2 separate regions of the Mus musculus genome follow, and region 1 is linked to region 2. The links are chromatin contacts, called in public HiChIP or PLAC-seq maps. All regions are on one chromosome and are shown on one strand. Each heading gives the region's core, a stretch centred on a gene start, on an enhancer-like site or on the middle of the called end of the contact. The rest is flanking DNA. Distances are from core to core; before and after follow the strand shown.

What was found. HiChIP or PLAC-seq counts read pairs in DNA pulled down with a chosen protein or histone mark.
Region 1: a contact with region 2 is called in an H3K27ac HiChIP or PLAC-seq map of trophoblast stem cells, with 16 read pairs. The contact joins two enhancer-like sites. A contact is called at or near these places in 3 of 484 Hi-C or Micro-C datasets (embryonic stem cells, myocytes and nephron progenitors), 3 of 115 datasets of contacts at active chromatin or transcription factors (double positive thymocytes, embryonic stem cells and trophoblast stem cells) and 4 of 9 other capture datasets (adipose tissue, embryonic stem cells, liver and 1 more).

Annotation. Positions count from the first base shown.
Region 1 is chr6:47,525,803-47,529,149 of GRCm38.p6, reverse strand. It overlaps Cul1 (cullin 1), which reads right to left. Exons shown (of 22, transcript NM_012042.4): 22 at 3,006-3,347. Among named protein-coding and RNA genes, the nearest start is that of Ezh2, 68 kb to the left of the region's middle. Within about 2 kb of position 1,354, at least 29 of the 459 cell types and tissues checked have an H3K27ac peak or open chromatin away from gene starts, as enhancers often do. A contact at or near this core is called in trophoblast stem cells, where this site is marked.
Region 2 is chr6:47,341,808-47,345,258 of GRCm38.p6, reverse strand. No RefSeq gene overlaps it. Among named protein-coding and RNA genes, the nearest start is that of Gm35280, 86 kb to the right of the region's middle. Within about 2 kb of position 1,643, at least 14 of the 459 cell types and tissues checked have an H3K27ac peak or open chromatin away from gene starts, as enhancers often do. A contact at or near this core is called in trophoblast stem cells, where this site is marked.

The DNA of each region.
Region 1 (3,347 bases), core at 105-2,604, 180 kb before region 2:
GCCATATGTGTAGGTATTATAAATAACCCCATGCTCACCTGGTTAGTCAAAAGTCTTGCTAGGTCTGCCACCAGATAGCTACATGAACTGTAAAGGTATTTGGGTTTTTTTTGTTTTGTTAACCTCAAATCTATGTTTCTAGAAGGAAAATTAGATGTTGGTAAGGAATAAACATTGTAAAATGATTATTATTTTAAATTTCAAGAACCTGCTGGTTCAGTAGCCAATCTTATTCCTTTTTGGAAGCAGATTTTCAAGTTCCCACAGAGGTAGTGACTTGCTATCCTGGTGAGCCTGGTGGTCTCCAGTTAAGTCAAGTCATTTCCACAGACATTACCTTTTTATTCTCTAGTCTAGTTTTTCATTTTCACACATGTACTCTTTGCATACTCATCACCCTTACCCTGACTCCCAGTCCCATGAAAACTCTTAAACATTCATGTCTATCCCTTTAGCTTTTTGACCCACCATAATTAACCAGGGCCATCTGTGTTACAACTGGGTTTGGAGCCATCCTTCTGAACTCAGTGGGTTCAGAAATGGGTCACACAACTAAATACTGATTCCCCATTCTCAAGAATCTATCCATAGTTGAGATGTAAAGGGCAGCCAGAGGACACATTTTGCCTTATGTACTTAAGGCTGCACAGCAAGTGCTCTTACCACTGAGTCATGTCTTCAGACTAGGAACTGTGATTTAAAGAAGCAAGCCTTTAAAAGGTAAAAGATTAACAGGTGAGCTTCTGTTGCTCTAATAGTTGCCAGTCTTGCCCCAGTACTTGGTCCTTTTTTTCACTCTTTCATCTCTTTGGGAGTGGGCAGACCCCTGAATCTAGGTTCTGCTTATTTTGCCTTTTTTTAAAGTTTTATTTGCCAAGGCAGGGACAACTCATGGCCCCAGGAGGTAAATACTTTGACATACTTGAGTGTAACCTAGATTTTATCCATAGTTGTACAGTCATCCTGTTATCATGGAGTAACTATATTATTATGGGGTAGAAATTCAGGTTTGTAGATGTATAAACTGACATGACCACCCCATGCTATGGTTTTTGTTAGAGATATGAGAGAACAGCCAGAGGCATCTGGAAGAAGCCAGTGCAGAGAGAGGAAGTAGATTGAACATAGCTAGGGTGAGAATAGCAGAGGAAAGAGAATAGAGAAAACATTGTTGAGAAAAGCATTAGCAGAATGAGTAAGGGGGTGGGGCACACAGTAAGAACAGGGTTACTAGTGGAGAGCAGGATAGAGGAGGAGGTAAGCAGGGTTAAGGATTAGCATGGACTTTGCAATGTGTAGTAGGTACTTGTGAGCATGTGCTCTCATGTCTCTTCTACCATAAGGGAAATGACTCATTTTGGTCTGAGGACCAGTTCCTGAAGAATGCCGATTTTTATCTAACTACCAGAAACCCACCTATAGTCCACATTGACCTCATTTCTAGATATTTGAAGCTTCCTGTGAACCTTCCAGGTTTTTGTGTGTGTGGGTGTTTTTTTTCCCCCTTTTGAGACAAGGTCTTCCATGTATCCTAGGTTGGCCTAGAACTTGCTATATAGACCAGGATGGCCTTAAATTCAGAGATTTGCCTGCCTAGCCCCTACAGCCTCAAAAGAAGATAAATGTATGTTATTTCTCTCTTGCTGTGATAAATCACAACCAAAAGTTGATTTATAGAACAAAGAGCTTATTTGGATTCTAGAAGGGGAGAATCCATTATGGCAAAAAAGAGTGGCAGCAGAGCAGGAAGCTGAATGAACACATACCAACAACACTGTTCACTTACCAGCAATCTAAAACGTGAGGTTAGCATGGACTTTGGACCTTCTGCCCTAGCGGAGTCTGCAGTCTAGATCCTGTGTACTTACCTACAAACACATGGAGCATTCAAAGAGATCCCAGCCAAACTTGCTTGTCCTCTTCTCCTATTCTTCATGGATTTAAGGCAAATTCTTAAAAAACAGCATGCTTGTTTAAATTGTAAAATTGAACAAATCAACTGTTAGGACAAGCAAGCCATGAGCATCATTGTCTGTGGAGCTCTAGAGCCCTTGAGGGTGATTCACTTGTTAACTGGTTTATATACTGAGAGTCTTAATTATTAAGACATACGAGAAATTGAGGAATGGGTATGATGAAGCGTGCTTATAATCACAGCACTGGGGAGGCAGAACCAAGATCACAAATTTGAGGCCAGCCTAGGCTGCCCAGTTAGACACATTGCTATCTCAAAGCAAAGGGCTAACAATGTGGCTTAGTGTGCAAGCCTGAGATTGATAAGTACAACTGTGCCCCTAACCCCAAAATAAAGCATGGGAACTTAAGTGCATTCAGTGTCAGCCTCTTCAGAATTCCACAAGCATAGGAATAGCTTGTAAGGAAGCCGAGAACCCTGAGGGCATCCTAAGGAGAATGAACCATGGAGTGGAGTGACAGCGCTGAGACTGGCTGAAGATTCCATCACCACCTCTGCATTCCTCTTGCCCTTTAGCCAGGAAATGGAGACTGAGAGCAAAGGTCGGTGCAGTGCCTTGTGGCAGAGTCCCTGGAGGTCTGAGGATGACCCTGGGCTGGACTGGATCTGAGGAAGATGAGAGCCTTCAATCCCTGGCCTGGGCCCTCCTTCCGGGGACATCCTGGGGTGAATATGGCAGCCTCCTTGGAAAAGCTTCACTAGGAGGGACCTGGAATGAGAGAGATTCTCAGTTCTCACACACAAGTGGAGAGGGCTGACCATCCTCCTTGGTGGCCAGGGAGTTTCCAATAATTTAGATGCAGTGATACAGACCAGCTTCTACACCTGTCTTAGTATTCATTTAGTCCCTGCAGAGTTGACAGCAGCAATCTGGAGTATGGTACCTCTCAAACGCCATACTCACGGTACTGAATAAGTCTCAGAAAACAAGGGTCAGTGCCCAAAAAGATTAAGGACTTTAAAAATTAAGATCTTAATTTCCAATCCAAAGAATGCAGCCCTTTTGGATTTCAGGAAGACAATGGGAATATACACTTGCACAATCATTAAATCTTTTATTTACATATAGAAATTAGAAAAACTTAAAACAAAACCAAATGCAACTTGTACAGAAATCCTTTAATTTTCTTTATTTTCACACATTAAAAAAATGAAACACACTATACAAATGGTTTTCATAGCAGATTACACGTGGGTCCATTCAGACTCGCTCTCGTGTGCTGCCTCAGACGACAGCTGTTAACCAGGGAGCCAATGTATTGATTTAAGTGCGGTAGCATGCAGCCTCAGCATGGAAGGTTCGGTTCCCCTCTGTCTGTGAGTTAGGGTAAATGGCATTGGCGTCTGTTTACAGACTGAAATGTGTCAGTCA
Region 2 (3,451 bases), core at 394-2,893:
AATCTGGAATTTTCCATGGAAAAGAAGGAAGACAATTGATTTACTTCTGAGCACCCTGAGTAGGTCTGTGGAAGAGAAAGTGGCTCATAGCTGAGAGAGAAAGAGCCAGGAAAGCCCCCTTCTCACAGGAAAGTGGTGTTTGCAGCTGAGAGCAGAAATGTCAGATTGCATTTATGTGCCACGCACAGGGAGGGACATCGGTAGCTGGAGAAGTCATCAGGAGATTTTAGTATGTTAGCTGTGGTTTTATGTTGCTATGAGAATTGGTTTTTTTAATATAACTTGTGAAATTAGAAATGCATTTGAAAGAACTTGGCGGGGCTGGTGATGGCTCACTGGGAAAGGCTGAGTCAGACTGCATTGCCCTGTGTCACTGTGTTTTGGTGAAACTGGTATACTGAGAGTAGCAGGCTGCTATTACAGTCTGCTCTTTAGGGCTGTGAGAAACAGCATGACCAAAGGCAACTTGGAAAGGAAAGGTTCATATTAGCTTACAGGAAGTTTACAGTTCATCATAAAGGAAGCCAGGACAGGGACTCCAGGCAGGAACTGACATAGAGGCCATGGAGGTACACTACAAAGCTGGTTTACTACTTGCAGCTTGCTCAGCCTGCTTTCTTACAAAACACAGGGGTGACACTGCTTATAGTGGGCTGGGCTCTTCTACATCAACCATTAATCAAGAAAATGCCCCACAGTCTTGCCTACAGGTCAGTCTTATGAATAAGAGGACTGAGAACCTCAGGACACAGACCTAAGGTCCCAGTAGGAGATGAACACATTATAAGGCAGGTGAAGAGGTATTCTGAAGGAGGTCTATGAATAGATCTAGTGCTGTGCTATCCACCATGGCTCCCCTAAATTTAAACTCATCAAAATGAAAAAAAGTTAGAATTTAGTGCCTTGATCATAGTAGCCTCAGTATGACTTCTCAGTAGCCACACAGTGTTAGTGGCTATCATACACAACAGGGTAGTTATGGAGTTCTTTCATCGTTGGCAGAAATTTTGTTAGCCGCACTGTGCTGGAACCAGAGGCCTTCAGTGTGGCCATGCCATATGTTCTTTGATTCCTGGAGCTTTCAGTAGTTTTAAGAGCTGGGGAAATTAGGAGGGGAGAGCTGTTATTATATATCTTGGGGTAGAATTTAAAGAGAAAGACAATGGCATTTCCCTTGGCAGTGACTTGGGTCCTGGAGCTGCAGGAAGAGAAATATGGTCAAAGCATGAAGTCAAAGTAATACCAACACTGTATTACTGACCCATGCTGCCATAACTTGCTTTCATGCAGGTGCTGCGACTCAGGCTCTCATGATTATGCAGCACTAACCCAAGTGTTGTGTGTGTGTGTGTGTGTGTGTGTGTGTGTGTGTGTACATATGTGTGTGTATGTATGTAAGTATCTCTCTTGCTCACTGTGTCACATGGGTTCAAGTGCTCATGGAGGCCAGAAGAGAGACATGAAGCTAGGGTTATAGTCAGTGTGAACTGCTTGACAGGGGTGACATGGGTGCTGGGAACTAAACTTGGGCCTGGAGAAGAACAACAAATGTTCTTAACCACTGAGTCATCTCTCTAGACTCCAAGTTCTTAGGTAAATCCTTCTTTCAATGTTATGAAGACTTAGCATATGACTCATGATGATCCAAGCCACTTTGCTACTCAGGAGCAACCTTTAATCCAGGAGGGAAATTGCTAGTTTATAGCCTACCCCCACCACAGTCAACACCTATCTAGTTTTGTCTGTGGCTTGTACACTGTAAGGAAAAAATATTTGGAAATGCTATAATGAAAATAATAAGTGTGAGTCCTGTGGTTACTATGGTAACAAGAATTGAATTCATTGCCCTGAAAAATTGCCTGGAGCTGTGCTTTAGCATTGCTTGGTGGGTGTATTTGTTAGGAATGCTAATCTGTCAATGTCCATCAAAATGGCGCAGCACTCAGAAATATTTCACAGCTGTACTTTTAGCTGGTTTTGATTATTATGAAAGGAAATGGAGCAGAAACAGTTATTATTATATTGGAAATGCAAGTAATCTTCTCAAAGTGTCTCAGCAGGTATGAGCCTAAAAGCACATTTCACTTTTTTCTTCCACCATCAAGAAAACGTCATTGCCATACTACCTGAGCTTGGGGTCATTTTATAAGTTGTTAATAATCATTAGTATAACACGGGACTCAAAAGATCTGGTGTAAATTGGCATGGTAACATGGATGGGGAAAAAAAAAATCTCTCAGGACCACACCTCTAGATGAAGAACTACAGGCACTTAGCGGATGCTGAGAGAGGAAGAATCAGGTTTTCTCAGGGGACAAGGCCTAGATAGGTTATCCAATCCCTGGTCAGGTGCACTTGACTATGCATATGTATGCACATACATGTGGAGGACAGAGAACACTCTTTAATATTCCTCCCCAGGTGCCAGCCACCTTGTTTTATGAAATGGAGTCTCTTTTGGCCTGGGGCTTATGAGATTAGGCTAGGATGGCTGGCCTGCAAGCCCTAGGGGTCTGCCTGTTTCTGCTTCTCGAGAACCAGGTGCCGTTATATCCGGCTCTTTCACATTGGATCTGGGGATTGAACTCAGGTCCTTGTGATTTGTGTGGGAGGCAGCCGAGTATATAAATAATGATGATAACTAGCATGCATAGAGTATGCTGCTGAGGCTTTTTATGGATGCTTCAGAAGCTCTTTGATGTTGCAATCAAGTTAGAAGCACTCCCACCCCCCATTTCACAATGCTTTAAGTGAGCCTAGGATTCCATGTTGAGTCGCATTTGTAACTATTGTCAGCCCAGAATTCTATAGACTGCAAACAAGGAGAGAACTGAATTGCTGAGAAGTAGAGAGACCTATCCAAGGTCACGCAGCAAAGCGTAGAGCTGGAGATTAAGTTTAGGAGCATCTTGGCTTCAGACTCTTCTATCCATCCCTAGGTGCATACTGGTCCTATCTTTTCTGACTTATGGTAAGAGTATGGGCCTTTTTAAATTTGAGCATCTATAATGAGAAATATATTGAAGAGAGTTAGTGCTTGTCTGGAGGATTTTGGCAAGATTGGAGAGAAACATATTTAATACTTTTTTGTTTTAGTAGTTTATGATTTAGAAAAAAAAAAAACACCAAAAACCCCTTACCCCCTCTCCTGCGTAGAAAAGCTTTTGGAACATGACTCTACCCCATGTATGTAAGAGACACACAGGTCCTGAACTGGCTCTGGGAAAAAGGAAATCTTCGGCCTGTTTTCAAAGTCAAACCTCCTCATGAGTGCAGGACTAAATACTGACAAATTATGTTTCAATGGACTGTGAAAACCTTGAATGAATTAAATCACACATCCCAAGATGTGTGAGTCAAACAGCTGGGCAAGGTTCTGAGAACTCTGTCCAGCTGCATGGGGCAGGTAGTGCCTACCGAAGGAACACACAGGAAGTAGTGTGCGTTAAAT